Linked DNA regions of Arachis hypogaea: region 2 is linked to region 1. Evidence: chromatin contacts called from public Hi-C data. All regions are on one chromosome and are shown on one strand. The core of a region is the stretch at or near the end of the contact, and the rest is flanking DNA. Distances in the headings are between cores, read along the strand shown. Region 1 has its middle 30 kb from the start of LOC112769791. Region 2 holds the start of LOC112772335 (probable serine/threonine-protein kinase At1g54610).

The links. A called contact is a pair of places that touch in the nucleus more often than the background predicts.
Region 2: a contact with region 1 is called in a Hi-C map of leaf, with 1.8 times the contacts expected there. The contact joins the promoter of LOC112772335 here to the enhancer-like site in region 1. A contact is called at or near these places in 2 of 8 Hi-C or Micro-C datasets (both in leaf).

The regions. Positions count from the first base shown.
Region 1 is chr18:24,855,811-24,860,843 of arahy.Tifrunner.gnm2.J5K5, forward strand. No RefSeq gene overlaps it. Among protein-coding and RNA genes, the nearest start is that of LOC112769791, 30 kb to the left of the region's middle. Within about 2 kb of position 3,076, at least 2 of the 3 cell types and tissues checked have open chromatin away from gene starts, as enhancers often do.
Region 2 is chr18:24,917,008-24,922,040 of arahy.Tifrunner.gnm2.J5K5, forward strand. It overlaps LOC112772335 (probable serine/threonine-protein kinase At1g54610), which reads left to right and starts at 2,606. Exons shown (of 8, transcript XM_025817256.3): 1 at 2,606-3,982; 2 at 4,718-5,002. The coding sequence starts at 3,575.

The sequences.
Region 1 (5,033 bases), core at 1,826-4,325:
AGACTCAAGCAACCCACTTGTTCGATCATACCAGTATACTGCCTTGTAGGACTGGTATCCCAAACCCTTAAATAAGGTTACAAGGTCCCCGAAGTTCACAAAATCTAGGTCCATCTCCGGGAACCTCTCCTCTTTACCATTCTGATAAACAAAAACACCATCACTACCTCTCACGAAGCTACCACCGTGGTGAAAAACTGGCACCACAAAAACATCCACCATCTGAAAATTACCAAGAAACAACTATGTGTGAGTACTACATTACATTCAAAATTTATTACAAAATCCCCCTTTGCCCTAACACAGTACCTCCTACGACTACTACTAGACACCATGCTCTAAAAATCATTTTTTGCCCTCATTACACCTCTGTTACACACACTGTCAACATGCATGCATGATCACTTCACCCTTACTACAAACTACAGAAACTTCAGGAGTAAGGAGGCAGATCTTACCTTGAAAGGTAGGCGGCGGTGCTAACCTCCACGGTAACCTTCTTTCTTGCCTCCGACAGCTTACTCACCGAACGCCGATTGCTCTTCTACGTAGTGCAATTTTTGGAGGGAGAAACAGGGGGAGGGATTTTGATCGTCTTGGTGTTATGTGTATTGTGTGGGTCAGTTGTGCTTGGTTTCAAAAGGTTGGGGAGAAACGGATGCGTTTTGGGCTCTGGGGACATATTTGTCCTCTTTTACAAAGCCCAGCCGACGTGGCAACCCGTTACGGCCAGGTCAGCGCCACGGAGCCACGTCACCGTTTTCCGTCAACCCTAAACGGAGACACTCAAACGGAGGGGTAAAAATGCCTACTTTTTAACGGGGTCAGGGACATTTAAGTATTTCCTAATCTTCGAGGACGAAAATGTCTGCGGAAAAAAGGTCAGGGACGAAATTGTCCTTTACTCTTATTTTTTAATTTAAATCAATCCAATTGGATCATAATTTAATTTAAAATTTTTTAAAATGGATAGGTTTGATCAATTAGTACTTAAAAAGAGTACATAAAAAATTATAATTTGTACATGTACATAAAAAATTTTATATTTCAAATTTTTATGTACTCCCATTCAACAAATAAAATTTGTATGTACTCCCGTACAACAAAAAAAAAATAGGTAAATATAGAAGAAACAAATATATTAATAATGTATAATTAAAAATATATTTATAACTGTTTATTACTATTTACACGTAATTTATTTAATGGGTAGTAAGTCAGTAACTATCATTACTAGTTACCCATTCCTATTTATACGTGATTTATTTAATGGACAGTAACTACCCGTATGGACTTGTAAAAGATATTTTCTCCTGATCTCTTAGGTCAACTACTATCTGATTATAGTCTGAGTATCCATCCAAAAAGCAGTAATATGTATGTCCTGCAAGTTTTTCTAGTATTTGGTCCATGAAAGGGAGTGAAAAGTGATTTTTTCTTGTGGTCTCATTGAATTTTTTATAATCAATACACATTCTCCATACCGTGGCAGTTCTTGTAGGGATGAGTTCATTCTTTTTATTAGGCACCACAGTAATGCCTCCTTTTTTGGGACCACCACCTACGGAGCTATTCGAAATTGGATAGATCACCCTGCTTGTCATAATTTCATGACCTCTTTTTGTACCATTTAATGAGCAGTTATAAATAGTAATAGATAGTTAATGTCCATTAAATAAATTACGTATAAATAGTAATGAGTAACTAGTAATAGATAATTATTGCCTATTAAATAAATCACTAGTAAATAGTAATGAGCAGTTATAAATATATTTTTAACTATACATTATTAATATATTTGTCTATACATTATTAATATATTTGTTTCTTCTATATTTATCTACTTCTTTTTGTTTGTTGTACGGGAGTACATATAAATTTTATTTGTTGCATGAGAGTACATAAAAATTTGAAATATAAATTTTTTTATGTACATATACAAACTAAAATTTTTTATGTACTCTTCTTGAGTACTAATTCATCAAACATATCCATTTTAAAAATTTTTAAATTAAATTATGATCCAATTGGATTGATTTAAATAAAAATAAAAATAAGTATTTGCCAATTGTTAAGAGAGATTGATGGATAGTGGGGAGAGAATTGAAACGTCACGTAAATAGTGGGAGATAACGTGAAAAATAACCGTTTCAATTCTCTTTCCACTATCCATCAACTTTTTTAAATACTAATTGATTAAACATATCTATTTTAATCTCTTCTATCAACCTTTTTATGTACTAATTGCATGTTAAAAGTTTGGATTATTGATAATATTAATATTTTTTATTATTTTCAAATTTTTTTTAAAAAATACATATATCTCGTTTACACTGTAAATGAGATATATATGTTTCGCGTCCATCTGTCTTATCTCATTTAAAATGTAAACGAGATAAAAAAAGAATTTTTATTTCGATAAATATTTTTAAAATTATTTATTTCGATAATTATTATAATTAATTAATTTATTAAAATAAAAAATCTGTAACTATAAGGAATTGTGTCTAAACTCTAGTAAAAGCGCAAATGTTTCCTTTCATATACCCGTCAATTCACTTCCTCCTTCACCAAATTTGACATAAACTCATTGAAGATTTACATTTTGTTTACGGTGAATATTATAATGCCTAAAAAGTGGTATTTATTTACTGAAAAGAATTAAAAATTAATATTTAATTTAAAAGATATAAAAATAAATTATTTTTAAAAATTCAAAATTTACTACAAAAAATTAGACAACAATTAATAGGGATCATAGAATTTTCCTTTGCTTACTAATCACTTAATAAGATATCTGGTTTTTTTCCAACCCCTTCACGTTTTCAACAGCATAACTTTATTGTCAACGAACTATAACTTAAATGACATGATCTTTTTATATTTATCTAAAAATCGTAGGTTCGAGTCTCACTCTTATCAAAGAAAAAAACCACTCTCATTTGATCCAAACTAATTTATTTAGCCACAACAGGACTCTAATTTGATTCAAGCCCATTTTACCTCCACCCATTACTTGACCCATTTATATTAGCTCACATTTATCTGATATAAGTGGTGGTATTGAATTGGTACCTCAGAAAAAAAAAAAAAAAAGCAAAGGTAAGAGGCAAGCATGTCCCAGCTCTCGTATGGGGTGTGAGTGTGTGACTATCTGATTAGTATTTGACTTTGTGTAGCCATTATTAAAATCAAAGTCGGGATTGTCCATTATATAATTTACAAAATGTGAAGAGGGATTCATGATCTTGAAAAGTTCACTCCAATGTTATGCCCCTATAAAGACACAAGAGTGTAACAACGGACCCACCAATGGCAATGCCCCCATATATTAACTTATGATCAAAGAAAGGACCCCACTATACTCGTTGCATGTCTCAATGGCACAAGGCAAAGACATAAATTTCAGCCATGAATGATTATTTTGGATAACTGTTGAAATATTAAATGCCCCTTAGACAGCTGGTTTGAGGGTAGGGTCATGGCTAATTGGAACCTCTTGTCCTTCATCAACTTTTCTTTTCCTCCCTAATTCTTCTTTTGTTGCTTTCTTGGGGAGGATTATTATGAGTAAAAAAAGTCCTTCCCCTATTTTTTTTAAAAAAATATATAAAATCAACTTTTGATTATTTAATATTAATTAATGTTAAAGTTTAAATTTAATTTTTTGAATTAATAATTTATAATTTAAAATATAAAGTTTGAAATAAACAAAAAATTTTAAAAATTAACTTATATTAACCGAAAAAACTATTTTATATTTTTTTCTCTTCTCTCAACAGCTAAAATTTTTATATATAAATAATTTTAATATAAAATACAAAAATATTTTATTATTTTAATGTTTTATACAGTTGTGGTGGTAGTATAAAAAATTATTAATATTTTGTAATAGAAAAAACTTTTAATTATAAAAAAACAAAATATCTTTGACGTTTTGTAATAAAAATATTATTTTAGTAATAAAAATACAGAATATTACTGACGTTTTGTAAATAATTATAGCAGTATTTAATACATAATTTGACTTATCATAAAAAATTTTACACCTAATAATACAATATAAAAAAGGAAAAGTTCTCTCTCAACCCCAAAATGTCATTGTTGGCTTCTCTTCTATTTGGACTATTTTTATTGTTTAGTCACTTCCCTTTGATTTTGTTGTCTCTTATATATATATATATATATATATATATATATATATATATATATATATATATATATATATATATATATATATATCTTCCAATTTTTATTATTAGCGCACATGGAGTAGAGGGATGGATATTTTTTCCTAATTTGTAATTTCAAATTTATTGATATTAAGTTGACTGAATAATATATAGATCTTCTTTTATAGTCTCAAAGTTTAAATCTTAAAATCATATTAGATGGAACAATTTTATAGTCGTATTTGGTAGATTTTTTTAATAATCACTAATGTTAATTTAACCATTCAAAATAATTATTAACTTTTTTAATTAGTTTTTTATTCAACTCAATCTTAATTCTCTCTACATACTAAAAGTGTGTTTTCAGCAATCATGTAGGTGTGGTTTAATTGGTCATTAGTCATTACCTAATTTTTTAACCATGAAGTCGGAAATTTAAATCTTATTTTAGACATAAAAAAACGTACAATAGTCATTCGTTTGTGGTTAAGTGGATGATTTATTGTGGAAAAATTAATTATCACAATTTACAGTATAAATATTTTAAAAAAATGTATTTTGGTAATTATATTGTAATTGTTTATTTAGGGTTGCTATTTATAATAATGTGTAATTAAGTGTAACTCAAGTTCATGTTTTAGGTATGCTTTTCATTTTCTAAATAAAAACCTCATACATTTAGTCATTGTTTTAGGAGGATGATACATGTGATTTTGGGAAAAGACATATATACCGTATAGAATATCAAAATTCTTTCTATTTTAACAACACTCATTTTTGCAAATGGACAAACTCTACCACACCAAAACAAATCCTAAACATTTTAAATGATCATGCTTAATATCACAATACTTTATTATT
Region 2 (5,033 bases), core at 1,356-3,855, 61 kb after region 1:
CGTTATCGTTATCGTCGTCATCATTATTATCGATATCATAGTTGGAATTTTCAATATTAAAATAAGATATTTTGGTGCTATTTTTTAGAAATTTATGTATTTTTTTATATATCATATATATCGTCTTCTTCTTATACGTAAATGTTACTGTTTATTTTCTTTTGAATTTTTGCAACTATGTTGCTTAATTTCATTGTATTATCTATATATATTTTTTCACTTATTCTCTTTTTTATTTAGAAGTTGTGAATTTGTAATTCAAGTCTTTATGAAATAAATTCTTAGTTATCATATCATTTAGTTAAAAATTTTGGTATTAGAGTGAAGATATTTACTGTTATTTTTTAGAATTTTATGTGTTGTTTTATATATGAATTAAGCATTCAATTCATTGAATCTGTAATATTTTTTTAGAAAGATTCAATATTTTGTGTCATATTACTAAACTTCTGATGTTAATTTGGTGCTATTTTATTTCATTTTATAGAGTCAATGTAAAAGTGTAATCTTTTATTATGTAATTATTTTCTACATTTTGTATTATTGTATTTAAATTTCAATGCTATTTTTGTTTCTGACAATAATTTTTTTTGGTGACTTTTTTGACAATAATTTAATCTAATAAGTATGAACCTACATTCTTTCAATTAAATAAGATTGCAACACAATATAGACATTTTTATTTAAATCTAACATGAGAAGTAATGCTCTTAAAAAAAGAAGTAAAAACATGAGAAAAAGAAAGAAAGAAAAATAAAAAAAATAAAAAAAATGTAATATTATCAAAGAAAACATTTTTATATTTTTGTAGCAAAATTTCAGTGCCAAAATTAAGAAATATCAATATTAATTTTTTTTGTCAAATTTAAAATTTTCTTTCTTCATCGTCATTTTCTTCTTCTCTACAAAATTATCAGGAAAATGAGGAACAAAAAAAGTAATAACTAACAACAAAAACAATAAAAAATAACGATAAAAAAAATTTATAGAAAAAAAATGCGAAATACAAATATTAACCTTAGTAGAGATAATAAGTTAAACATATATTATTCATACTTTTACTAATAAAACTAATTTTTATTGAGATTAAACCAATTTAATTACTAAAAAAACTTGAATACACGGTAAGACTATTTTAATATATTATGGATATAAAGTACTCTATATTATTAATTAATCATGCCTTAAATTGTTTTGATAAGATTTTGAGATAACTTTAATTAGGGGTGTGCATGACCCGGCCCGGCCCGAAGATCCGGCCCGGTCCCGAACACTTTGGGGCTAATTTGATGTGATTTCATCGGGTCTAGGGCCGGGTATGGGTCTCAAAAGTAGACCCGGTCATTATTTCGGGTCGGGTCCGGGCCATAGCTCGGGTCACCCGAAATCGGCTCGGTGGCCCGGTCATCATACACAATTAATATTTTGTGTTATTAGTGATGGATGATGGCTATTATTATGTGAAATTTAAGTATTGTAAACCTTAATATTTTGTGTTATTAGTCATTATATATAAGACTATAAGTTAATGTTTTATGTTTAAAATGCATAAGACTTTAGACTAATGCATAAACTTGTGTTACTTGTATTGATTTAAATATTTGGTGTTATTAGGCAATATTAGTATTGATTATGGTTATACTTTAATTTTAGAGAAGAGTTAGTTCTTATTATATTTTTCTAAGTGAATTTTACTATGTCAAATAATGGTTGGAGTCTTGGAAATTTGGATATTTTTACTTGCTAACTTATAAGAAGGTATCAAGGTAATATAATATTAACGGCCCGGTTTTCACCCGGTTTTTATCCGGTATAATCGTGGCCCGAAAGTGTATAGGTTTCATCGGGTCTAGGGTCGGGTTCGGGTCTAACAAATAGGCCCGGTATATATTTCGGGTCGGGTCTGGGTCACATCAAACCCGGTTTCACCCGGCCCATGCACACCCCTAACTTTAATGAGAATCAAATGATTTTGATTGTAGGAAAAAAATGATTTTGATTGTGTAAATTATATATAATCAAATGATTCTAGAAACAGTTTCCATCAATAATATATAAAAGCTTGTATCACTAACAATTTATATACCTATTAAACAAGTATTTCAAATTTGGTAAAAGATCATAAGTGTAAATTTCATATATTAATAACATAAATTATTTATATATTATTCAATTAAATTACTTTTTTTATAAATAGTAGTAAATAATAAATATAACAAAAACAAAAAATTAATAGATGTAAAAATAATTTTTTTGTTGTACAAATAATTATTTTTATGCAATAATACACTATATTAAATGGAGAATAAGAGTCAAACAATTAAATATGTTTTCTTGCAAGAGTTGAACGTATACGTTTTGTCCATGATTAAGAATGCTTATCTTAATTCGACCGATTAAATTTTTTAAAAAATATTATTATATTATATATTAGAATATAATTTTAATATATTATTAATAATATAAAATAATTAAATAATTTATATTTTGAATACATTAAAATTAAATTTGATATAATTAATATTAATATTAATGTTAATTTGCCATAGCAGTAAAATTGTGCGGGCGCGTGGCAGTATATGAAGAAGACGAGGAATGTCTTGATGCACTGTGTATTTGACAGAGTTTCTCTCTCTCTCTCTTCACACAAAGCTGCAGTGCAGGGGACACTCCCTCTTTGCAACATAAATATGCGCCGCGACAACATTTAATTATTTATTATTTTCCTAACTAAACTTTTTCATATATTGATGTCACGCATTTACTTATTAGTACTTATACTTATAATAAAATAATGCAAATATTTAAATATAAATCTTATTATTATTATTATTATTGAATCTTTTTTTACCATGTTTGTTCGCTTTCTTCATCTTCCAAGACACACTCTACCATCATTCTCTCAAATCTGTCTTGTGTTATGCCCTAGATCCATGGCTTCCTTGCTTTTTCTCTCCATCCATTCCTGAGTTTTCAATCATACCCTTTTTTTTTAATTTCTCTTTCTCTGGGTTCTTGCAAATCCTTCAGAGGCTCCATAACCATGCCTTGGGAGCTCACTTTCAGAAGGTTCTGAGGATCTGTTTTGATGTTTGTAAATTTGCAAGCTTTTCTATCTCCTGGATCAGAAAATTTTAGGTTTTCACTTGGAAATTTGGTTTTGCTCTGCAGAATAACCCTTATTTTGAAGTTTTGATGGTTTTGCTTCAACTGGGGTACAGTAAAGTTGTAATTTTTAGATTTGTGAGGCTTGATTTGTTGAAATTGAGGGCTTTTACTGCTAGATAGATTGTTTATTTTATCGGGTTTATTTGGATTTGTTGGGTATATTGTGTTTCCTGATTTGTGACTAAATTTTGGGTTGGTAAAGAGTACTGGCTTGCTATGTGTTGTTAATATTGCATTTTAGCTTTGTTGGTGTGACATTTGGGGAAGGGTTTGTGGATTTTTTTTGGGTGGTTATGGTTATTAGAAGTGAATGATGCTAGGGTAGAATATTGGAAATGCTGTTGAAGGGTTGAAACATTGAGATTTGGAGATTGGTTTTTGGGGGAGAGGGTGTTTGGTGTGCATAATGGGGGGCATGTGTTGCAAGCCCTCTGCCATTGAGGACAGTAAGGAGAGTCCGAGGGAGCGTTTATCGGGCAAGGCCGTGTCGGATTTGCGTGTAGCTAGGGGAGCTTCATCGAGGAGGGAGGAATCGTATCGAGTGAAGGATAGGTACGATAGCAATGATCCGAGGGTTGGATTGATTGATAAGCAAGGGAACGGAGCCGTTCGTGTGCAAGCTGATAATTTTGAGAGGAAGAGGGAGAAAATGGAATATGTTGTAGCTCCACATCCGGCAATTGGTACCGTTCCCAAGGCCATGGAAGGAGAGCATGTTGCAGCTGGATGGCCCTCATGGCTGGCTGCAGTGGCTGGAGAGGCTATCAAAGGATGGTTGCCTCGGCGTGCAGATTCTTTTGAGAAGTTGGATAAAGTATTGCTTCTTTCCTTTATCTGGCTACCTAGCTTATTGCATATTGACCAATCTTTCTTTATATGTGGATAATGTGTTTTTACCTTGTAGACTATTGATTTGAATTTTAATGTTTTCAAATATATTTCTGAGTATTTTTCCCCTGATCTTTGTGCCCCCTATTTTGTTATTTTTGAAAATGAGAAACCAGCTTCCCCATTTCCTTATTTTTTTGAGTATGTAAAGTTGCCATGATGCTAGGTTGACTTCTCTAACATAATTGTCTAGTTTCTACTAACTTTAGATAGTGAATTGACATATTTCTGTTATTTTCATGCTCAATTTAGGTAATGTATAACTATTGGTAGAGAAACTATCTCTAGTAGGATTTAACCCTGTCTTCCAAGTTCCAACCCTCCTTGCTGTTTTCTTATGTTTTTCAAGGTTTCTTGTTAACATGATATTTGATCTCCATGATCTCATTGTACAATATTTTGCACAAAATTCTGGAATTTTATTGATGATTGACTGTGAAGCGCTAATGAAGGTATGATTGGTGTTTTACTGCTTCATGTTGGTAATGACAAGGCCAGCAATCTCGGCAGCAGATTTTGTTTCCTTTATATGCATTATTGAATTCATGTTATGGTCCATTTCAGCTGAAATTGGAGTTGGAACAAGAAAAATTTTAAGATATCAATATTACCTTCTTGATACTTTTCTGCCATGACTAACTTTTCACCCTTTTCTGTGTAGATTGGCCAAGGAACTTATAGTAATGTTTATAGAGCTCGTGATCTTGAACAAAGAAAGATTGTTGCTCTGAAAAAAGTGAGGTTTGATAATCTTGAGCCTGAGAGTGTTCGCTTCATGGCAAGGGAAATTCACATTCTGCGTAGGCTTGATCATCCAAATGTCATAAAATTGGAAGGCTTGGTTACATCTAGGATGTCATGCAGCTTATACCTTGTTTTTGAGTACATGGAACATGACTTGGCTGGGCTCGCATCACATCCAGGACTGAAGTTTACAGAAGCACAGGTAATTTTGGAAGCTTCTCTCTCTCTCTCTC